Regions from separate parts of the Mus musculus genome. Here all the other regions are linked to region 1. Evidence: chromatin contacts called from public Hi-C and promoter capture Hi-C data. All regions are on one chromosome and are shown on one strand. Each heading gives the region's core, a stretch centred on a gene start, on an enhancer-like site or on the middle of the called end of the contact. The rest is flanking DNA. Distances are from core to core; before and after follow the strand shown.

Region 1 (2,848 bases), core at 232-2,731:
TAGGGTATGTGCAGGTGACTGCTGGGGCCAGAGGCTCTGGATCCCCTAGAGCTAGAGTTACAGGGCAGGGTAGGCCACACCTAAGCACCTAGGAACTATTCCAGGGGCTGGAGACAGGCCTCAGCAGGGAAGGGCACCTGCTACCAAGTACAACCTCCTGAGTTCGATCCCTGGAACCCACATGGTAGAAGGACAAAGGGGACTCCCTACACAAGTCGTCCTCTGACGTCCATTCCTGGGTAATGTCACAGGTGAGTGCCACACTCCCCCAACACATAAAAACTAATTAAATCATTTGAAAATAAAGTATTTGAAATATGAATTTGGAGCCTAGTGGTGTCTCCCTCTATAATGACACAGAGTATAATGGCAGGAGTATTGGGAGTCCCAGGTCATCCTTCACTACATAATTCAATAGCTCCGTGTCAAAAGAAAACCAACCATCCAGCCAGACAAGAAGATTGGCTACTTAGCCAATGCTTATTTCTGCTCTTACTTATAACTTTGCTCTCAGCGTTGTAGCATATTGTAATTCCCCCTTTGTCCACAGGTTTGCCTTCCCAGGGGCACTCAACCAGTTTAAAAACATTGCAAGTGGAAAATTCCAGCAGTCAACGATCTGTAAGTTTTAAATAATTTTAATTAAATTTAAAGTAAACTAACGTCCCACTAATTGTTCCATTTTGCTATTAGCTGTTTTGGTGAATCGATTGTGCCTAACAAATTTCATGAGAAGTGTGTATAGGGGGGAAAACTCTAAAGATGAAAATTGCAAGAACTACTTCTAATGATGTTTATTTTGGGGGCCAGTGAGATGGCTCAGTGGGTAAAGGCACATGATAAATCTGCTGCCCGCGACCGAGTTCTCGTTGAACTCCTGAGAGGTGAAGGAACAAAATCGGCTCCAGAGCTGTCCTCTGACCTCTAACGCGAATAATGGCATGTGCGCGCACACGCAAAATTAGGACGTTTTTAAATATAGAGTTATTAGTTTGACCCATACCATTAATACACACCGCAGTAGGTATGAGTCCTAATTGTTGGCCCCCGCAGCGCCTTTCCTTCTCACTTGTTAGAGACAAGCTTTTTCCTAATGTATCCCACAGTGAGCTCGAACTCACTACGAGCTCAAGCTGGCTTTAACTCGCAGCAATACTCCTGCCCCAGCGTCTCAATTCGGGACAGAAAGGAAGAAGGTACACAGCGGAACTAGCTAGGTCCTGACGCCGGCCAGCACAGCGAGCCGGCTCTCTCCCACCGAGGTGGGACTCGAACTCTCAGCTTGAGGATCCGGCGCTCCCGACCGCCCACAGCTTCCTCACCCAACATGGGTTTTTTCTCCCAAGAGCGCAAGAAAAAAAAAGCGAGACGCACCCCTCGTCCTTAGCGGAAAGAAACGCCGGGGACTCGGCCATCACACCGGCACCACAAGCCACTCAACTGGCGTCGCCCGGGGTTCAACGGCCGCGGTTCCAGAAAGGAAGCGTTGGAGCTTTTTTTTTTTTTTTTTTTTTTTTTAAGCGCTTTTGAACTCAGAAACTTTATTTGGTGGTCTGGCCAGGGTCAGAACATGGGGCGCAAGGGCCTTCCGGCTACGCGAGCGGAAGCCCTGGAGGACCGGAGGCGGTAGCCCGCCGAGCGGAAGGGGGGGGGGGGGGCGCGGAGCGGTCACGTGTTCGGACGGTCACGTGTCCCAGCTTGCCGGCCTGGGGCTTGCAGTGCGCCTGCGCCGCAGCGGGGCGGGGCGGGGTGTGTTTCCGCAGAGGTTCCTGCGGCGGGAGCGTGCGCGTGGGCGTCGCGGTCGTCCTCTCCGCGCACAGGTCAGTGCTTCGCGCTTCCCCAGCCGGAGAAGCTGGTGAGGAGGTGTGGGCTTCGGCCAGGGCCTGGGAATTTAGCCGGGAATCCGAAGCACCTCAAGCCAAACACTCCCGACCCCGCCGAGTTGGAAGCAGGGCATAGTAGTAGCTGCCAAGGTGCATGAAATCACCTTGAACTTAGGAACTGGAAGAAGTGCTCCCAAAGGTCAGCCCCACTTACCCGCTGAATCTAACCTGGATGCAGCCGCTTTTTTCATTGATGGTATTCTGCATCTCATGTACAATATATTTTGGTTATGTCCACCACCACCCCCAGCCCTGCCGTCAAACGCCTAGGCCTACCCATGTCCCACTCCCAACTTAAAACACTAAGTGCAATTAGTGCTATCCTTAGGCACATGGACATATTATGCTTAAGGATAATGCTCAAAAACTGCAGCTCCCTTGTGTTTCATTTTAAAAATTTACTTGACGCCTCTGTGCCCAAGGACACTACTGTCACTGAGCATAGGGGGACAAACACAGAAACCTGCTTTTGAAGAGAGGCAAAAATCTCCTTTATTGCTTTCTGATATCACTGTCGCTAACTAATATATATTATCCCTTATTTGCTCATTTCCAGAGCTAGCATACTGCACACGGTAAGGAGTAGTCATTGCATGAATTAAAAAGCTAAAAATACAAGGTATGTAAGTGGTGCTAAATATGAGGACAAAGTAAAAAATAGCAAGAGAATGGATGAGTGTTGGTTATAAGTATTAATCCTGTCACTCCAGAGGCAGAGGCCAGCCTGGTGTACAAAGCAAGTTCCAGGCCAGTCAAAGAGAGAAATTATAGGTTATCCAGAGAAATCCAGTCTTGAAAATCCAAAGTGGATGTGATGGATGTGTGTTGGTTATATGTATTATACCAAGTCACTGAGGGAGTCAAGTCCTTAGGAGGAGAGCTTGTGGACAGGTGAGTGGAAAGGCCCAGAGGGCCTGGAACAAAGGCATTCTATAGGGAATGCTGCAGTGTTGCAGAAGGCTCAG
Region 2 (2,855 bases), core at 200-2,699, 320 kb after region 1:
CCTGATATATATATCACGAATCTCTTTCATCATGAGATTATTTTTTGAAAAGTTACACAGGCTCTTGGGTTTATTGGCTATTATAAATCACCAGCTCCAAGGAATAGAGTAGTTTATAAAATTTGAGGTTGGGAAAATTATAAGAAAGTATTTGCTCCTTCTGCCCCTGCTCAAAAAAAAAAAAATGCATTTGGCAAATGATTTCTTAGGAAAAGAGGCACTGAGGTGTGCACTATACCAGTTGACAATCTTTTATTATTTCGTAATTTTCAATAATATGTTGGGGAGAATATGTATATGTAATGTCATCCTAAAGAAGCAGGGGCACCCAGGAATACGTTCCTTAAATTCTTTTACAATAATTAATTTTGTGTATGGGTGTGTGCATGCATGTGTGGCATTCTGTGGACAATTTTTAGGAGCAGGGTCTTTCTTCCTACCATATGGGTCCTTGGGATTAAACTTGGGATGTTGTTAGACTTGGTAGCAAGCATCTCTATCCACTGAGCCATCTTGCCAGCCCAGGAATGCATTTTTACATAGGGACAAAGAAAGTGACTGTAGAAAAAATACTTGGCTACCCTCACACATCCAGAAAGTCTTCGGGATGGTGAGCCGAGGGGTTTCTATAAAAAAATCAATCGTGGGGAGGTGAAATGGGCCAGAGAAGCCTCCACACTAGCCATTAGAAAGTGTTAATCAGCACCAATTAAAGCAATTACCAAACAGAATGCGATGTGACAGCTCAGCCCCAAAAACACAGGCGACAGCTAGGCAAGGAAGGAAGTTCAGGTAGGTGTCCAGCCGCTAATACCCAGAAGGACAAAGAGGTGACGCCTTTCCAGCATTCCCCATGTGATTTCCCAACACCAGTCAAGCTGACCCCAGTTACCACTCGCGGGTGGACTGGCTTATGCTGGAATTCTTTGTTTTCAAGACTTAAGCAGCAGCAGAGGTACAGAAGGGCTATCTGCCTGCCTTCAGGACACACCAAGAGGGGACCTGCCCCTGTGTTCTAAAGCTCACAGTGTTCTGTCCATGTTGGACATTTATTTACCAGAGTCTCTGTACCAGAAACCCACACGGGAGGTAAGGGACCGCGTTCTTCCCCATGCATGCTGGAGGTACCATTAATGACTTGCTGAATAAGAGAATGAATGAATGAATGAATGAATTCTATTGAAGAATGGAGAACAGTTCTGATTGTGGACGTCAGGGAGTGGGGATTGGAGGTTAGCCTTGTATCTCAGTATCTCCGATGCCTGATAGCAATTGAATGTGGAATGACTAAGCATAACATTGCTTCATCCAGCTAGAATTTTCCCACCTGCAGGGGTCAGTTCCCTGAGTGTCATCCCGCCCCCCACCCCCCATTCCTTCTCCTTAGTCATCCCACCAGGAAGTTACCACAATGTCTCTCAGAGGAGTGATGAATGCTTGATGCATTCCAGCAAGTCTGTGGGAGGGCCCAGAGTGCGGACAAAGAAAGTAAATTCCACCCTTATTAGGAGATCCTGGCCTCCTGGGGGAATTTGCCCAGCTTGCATATGGCTTCCTGTACTGTCACAGAGTGCCTCCAAGTGACAGTGTCCTGCCTTCCTGGACCCCCTTTACTTAGGCCTCACTTCCTTCCTGATTCCTCAGGCCTGATTTCGGGCAGGCAGGGACACTCCCTCTGTCCCTGAGAGCAGCCACCAGGGGAACTTCTGCGTTGAGATAACGTCACTGATGGCTCACTCCAGGAAACCTGTGAGTAGCTGCTGCTGCTCCAGGACTGTTCCATGCATTCATTTATTACAGGTCATAAGTCAGAGAGCCAGGCCCAGGAACAGGCTGGGGGAAAGAGTCCACGCTGATTTTACAGGACAGCTTTGGTCTTAGCCTGGCCATGGAGGTGGGGGTGGGGTGGGGTGGGAGATTCACCACAGGACCATCTTCCTGGCTTCATCTATGTTTCTAAGAGACTTATTTCCTATGTCCCGACAACCTTTCAAATGAGCTAACACTAGACTCAATTCTGTCTACCAATCAGCTTCTTCCCTATGTTCAGGGTCACAAGGTCTCTCTCTCTCTCTCTCTCTCTCTCTCTCTCTCACCCCCCCTCTGTCTCTCTCTGTCTCTCTCTCACTCACACACACACACACACACACACACACACACACACATAAGACAAGGTCTCACTATATAGAGCACGGACTCAGTATGTAGATTAGACTGACTAGTCTCGGACACACAGGGGTCTGTCTGCCTCTGTCTCCTCAATACTGTGATTAAAGGTATACACCACTGGCTTTTTCTAATACTTTACTTAATAATAGTGTGACTCCTGAAAGCCACTACACTAAAATGTTTCCTTTTATGTTTAAATGTGAAATGTCCCCACTTGACAATTTTATATTATTTCATACTTTTCAATAACATGTTGGGAATAAGATGTATGTGTAATGTCATCCCAAAGGGACACACAAGATGTGTTGAAGAAGGAAACAGAGGGTGGGCCACTGATTCCCCCTCACCCCTGGGGTAGCTGTTAGGGTCCTGGCTACTGTGAGCAGCCAGCCCCAACTTGCCCATAGAAATACAATATCGTAACTCTGAGTTGCAGCAGAAGTCGGTCACTGGGCCACACTGCTGCTGAGTCAGCAGACAGATCTTGAGACCACTCACTCTCTTCTCTCTCCCAGAAGGAAATTCACTTTATGCCTCTGTGGCTCCTGAACACATGATCTGAAAATAGAAGGGCCTGGCCCGAGATGGCAGAGGTGTATTTTCACCCTGTTATTGGTGGAAGAGTGCTTAGAAAACCAGCAAAAATTGTCAATTCCATCCTGCTGTGTGATTCGTAGAGTTGGCAG
Region 3 (3,173 bases), core at 351-2,850, 440 kb after region 1:
AGGGCATTACCTTTCAGTTTCATTCTCCAGTTCATTTACTGTTACTGTAACGAAACACCCGAGACTGGAGATTGGTTGAGTTGGTTTCTAGTTTTTCAGGTTCAAGAGCTTGGTGCTGGCTTCTGCTTAGCTCTATTGAAGGCCTCTGTGGTGATGTGAATGAGAAGGGCTCCCATAGGCTCATAAGTTTGAGTACTTGAGCCTGGTAAGGTGGTGCATGCGTGCTTGTATCCCACATGGAGGAGGTGGAGACGGACAGACTCCCCAGGAGCTCAATGATCAGCCAGAACAGATTATCTGGTGAATTCCAGGTCAGTGATGGACACTGTCTCATAGGGCAGATGGCTTGTGAGGATAACACCTAAGGTTGTACTCTTGTCTGTACACACACCCACCCATACACACACACACACACACACACACACACACACACACACACACGCACGCACACACAGGCACACACACACACACACACACACACACACACACGCATGCGTACACACGCGCGCGCGCGCACACACACGCACTCATACACATCAACACACATGCGGCCTCTGGGCTAAAATCAAGTGTTTCTGATTCTCCACGATTCTGCCGTCACGTGAAGGAATAAGGAGGAAAATGCATAGCAATTACTGAACAGAAGCTTCTGAGATATGCAGAAAACGGAACGTTCACCGTCTCCATATTCTCCAGAAAAACCACTGCTTTGGAATCCTCTCAGAGTCGGGTTGAGCTTCACTCCACAGAAGCCTCTAGGTGATTTACTTTCATAATAAAAAAGGACTTTTAAAAAATGTCTTTGTTTTTCAAAAAATACGGATACAACCAGCCAAAGTCTCCGGCCAGCTGTGAAAACATCGAAGGCATCTTCTCTGCCTGCCGCAGCTGTCCAACACTGGGCAAGGCTTATTTTCCTCTTCCACGACTGCTTCCAAACCAGAAACTCTAGGTCTTAGCGTGCAAAATAGGGGCTGTAACTCAGTCATAGCCAAGCTAAGCAAGCACAAGGTTTGAGTCTATGAGAGAGGGAGAGGCAGGGCGAGGCAAGTCAGTTGTTCTTGAATTTGCTTGAGTAGGCTGCCCCCGTGTGGCGACTACTGAAAACATACACAGGTTTCTTCCACGTGTGTCAAAGAGCGCATTCTTAAAAGCAGCAAGACCCCTGCCCTCCGTGTAGGGCTCTCTAACCTGCCCCTTACTCCCTATCCCTTAGAACAAGTAATATGTATTTTTAGTTATCATTCTGCATGTAGCAGCACTCATTATTCTGGGACAAGAGTATATTCCAAGACCCCTGACCGGTTCTGGAAGCCAGATTATACTAATTACATCTAGACCATGGGTATCAGACCATGGTATGTAGACCGCGGTATACAGGCACACGTATAACTGCACTTTTTCACACAAAGGAAGCCATTTAGAGTTTCTCTTTGGGCTTCTCTGCTAGATCCAAATTACCAGCTTGACCACTCTCATGTCTTGGGGTTCTTATCAATTAAAGCAATGGTTAGCTATCACATTGCCACACTAGATCGGACCCAACAGAGCCTCTGAGTGACAAACAGGTGGGTAGGCTCACAGTGTGAAGCTATGCCAGACAGAGATAATTCACCTCGGGTGGGATGCAAGAGTGAAAGCACGGGAGGTTCAGGGGTTCACTGTACCACTCAGGATGGTGCCGTCTATAACTCCAAGAGCTTGCTGTGGCATTTCCCACTGAATACCGGCAGGCGCCACTGATCCCGGTAACTGACAGAGAGCTAGAACTTCCAATCAAGACTCTGCTGTCCCTACTGTATTTGATGGAGTCACTCACTACATGAGGATAACACAAATCGAATGTCCAGATTAAGAAAACAGGCCAAGGGGGCCATACCTGATTTTAAAGCAATTTCTTAAGATAAAGAAACAAATGCAGGGCTGGAGAGATGGCTCAGTGGTTAAACACACTGACTGTACTTCCAGAGGTCCTGAATTCAATTCCCAGCAACCACATGGTGGCTCACAACCATCTGTAGTGGGATCCTATGCCCTCTTCTGGTGTGTTTGAAGATGCTACAGTACACTCATATACATAAAATACATAAATACTTCTTAAACAAAACAAAACAGAACAGAACCCAAATGCTTGGCGTTGGAAGGATGGTTCAGTAATTAGGATTGCTGGCTGCTTTTCTAAAGGTCCTGGGTTCAAGAGTCCCAGGACCCACATGGAGATTCACAACCCTCGGTAACTCCAGTCCAATAGGACACAGCGCCCTCTTCTGGCCTCTGAAGGCACCATGTGCATGGAGTGCACAGACATACACTCAAGCAAAAACAAACAAACAAAAAAAACAAGCCACGTTTCCTTTCTGAATATATATGTTCTAGTAATGTTAAAGTCTCAATTAAAATGTATAAATAAACAATACCTCCAAGCTTATATATGCAGCCAAAGCTAACTTTGAACCAGTCTCCCTGACTCAGCCTCCTGAGTACTGGAGTTACAGTCATGGTCACAGTGCCTGGCCAAGTTCCTTCTTCATCCCTTTCTCATTGAAGGCAGTCAACTGCTACCCCAAAGGTTTAGATGTGGGACTCAGCCTGGTAAAGAGCTTGGCTAAGATGACAATCACCATCAGGTTAAGGGTTGATGGTTGGCAACCTTTTTGCTCCAGTTTTATACTCTAAAACGGTTACTCATGAGTATCAAGAATAGCAGTTGGGAAGTTTCTCTTAGTGATCTTTTTTTTTTTTTAGTTCGAATTGTTTTATTTCCATCTTTAATACTAGTCCAAAACAGACTGATACCTATGAGCATAGCTTAAACGGAACAAAGAAAAGAGTTAAACTATATACATTAAGAAAAAAGGAAAGAAAATCTTTTCTATACCACTCTTTCCTTATTAATGCAGTTTCTGATTAGAAGAACACATCTTGTTCTCAGTTTAATTTAGGATGAAGTAATAGAACTTTTATGATCAACTTCATAAACCGTCCTTGAGGAGAAAACACATTTTTAAGTGGGTGTTACCACATTTACTGGTGAACTGGCTGCCTGGTTGCCTTGTCTCTTCGAAGTCTGGCTATCATTAGAACTAACAAGACCAAGTCCATGAGGCCCACAGGGAGCGCAATGGCTGTGACATGCAAGGGGGAGAGGAGAACACATACCACACATCACAATG

Evidence for each region. Promoter capture Hi-C pulls out the DNA fragments that hold promoters and counts their contacts. A called contact is a pair of places that touch in the nucleus more often than the background predicts.
Region 2: a promoter capture Hi-C map of hematopoietic stem and progenitor cells shows a contact between it and region 1. The contact joins the enhancer-like site here to the promoter of Armt1 in region 1. A contact is called at or near these places in 2 of 39 promoter capture datasets (the C10 cell line and hematopoietic stem and progenitor cells), 3 of 115 datasets of contacts at active chromatin or transcription factors (embryonic stem cells, extraembryonic endoderm stem cells and memory CD8 T cells) and 1 of 9 other capture datasets (embryonic stem cells).
Region 3: a contact with region 1 is called in a Hi-C map of muscle stem cells, with 3 times the contacts expected there. The contact joins the enhancer-like site here to the promoter of Armt1 in region 1. A contact is called at or near these places in 8 of 39 promoter capture datasets (the 3T3-L1 cell line, cranial neural crest, embryonic stem cells and 3 more), 1 of 15 datasets of contacts at CTCF or cohesin (embryonic stem cells), 1 of 484 Hi-C or Micro-C datasets (muscle stem cells), 8 of 115 datasets of contacts at active chromatin or transcription factors (astrocytes, cardiomyocytes, embryonic stem cells and 4 more) and 5 of 9 other capture datasets (adipose tissue, embryonic stem cells, liver and 2 more).

What each region holds. Positions count from the first base shown.
Region 1 is chr10:4,431,238-4,434,085 of GRCm38.p6, reverse strand. It overlaps Armt1 (acidic residue methyltransferase 1), which reads right to left and starts at 1,481. Exons shown (of 5, transcript NM_024261.2): 1 at 1,375-1,481. The coding sequence starts at 1,415. It overlaps Rmnd1 (required for meiotic nuclear division 1 homolog), which reads left to right and starts at 1,698. Exons shown (of 13, transcript NM_025343.6): 1 at 1,698-1,820.
Region 2 is chr10:4,106,590-4,109,444 of GRCm38.p6, reverse strand. All of the region lies in intron 26 of Mthfd1l (methylenetetrahydrofolate dehydrogenase (NADP+ dependent) 1-like), which reads right to left. Among named protein-coding and RNA genes, the nearest start is that of Gm25515, 3.7 kb to the right of the region's middle. Within about 2 kb of position 1,449, at least 136 of the 459 cell types and tissues checked have an H3K27ac peak or open chromatin away from gene starts, as enhancers often do. A contact at or near this core is called in embryonic stem cells, extraembryonic endoderm stem cells and hematopoietic stem and progenitor cells, where this site is marked.
Region 3 is chr10:3,994,553-3,997,725 of GRCm38.p6, reverse strand. The region is part of intron 7 of Mthfd1l (methylenetetrahydrofolate dehydrogenase (NADP+ dependent) 1-like); the gene reads right to left. It also overlaps the pseudogene Gm16074. Among named protein-coding and RNA genes, the nearest start is that of Mthfd1l, 23 kb to the right of the region's middle. Within about 2 kb of position 1,600, at least 19 of the 459 cell types and tissues checked have an H3K27ac peak or open chromatin away from gene starts, as enhancers often do. A contact at or near this core is called in adipose tissue and muscle stem cells, where this site is marked.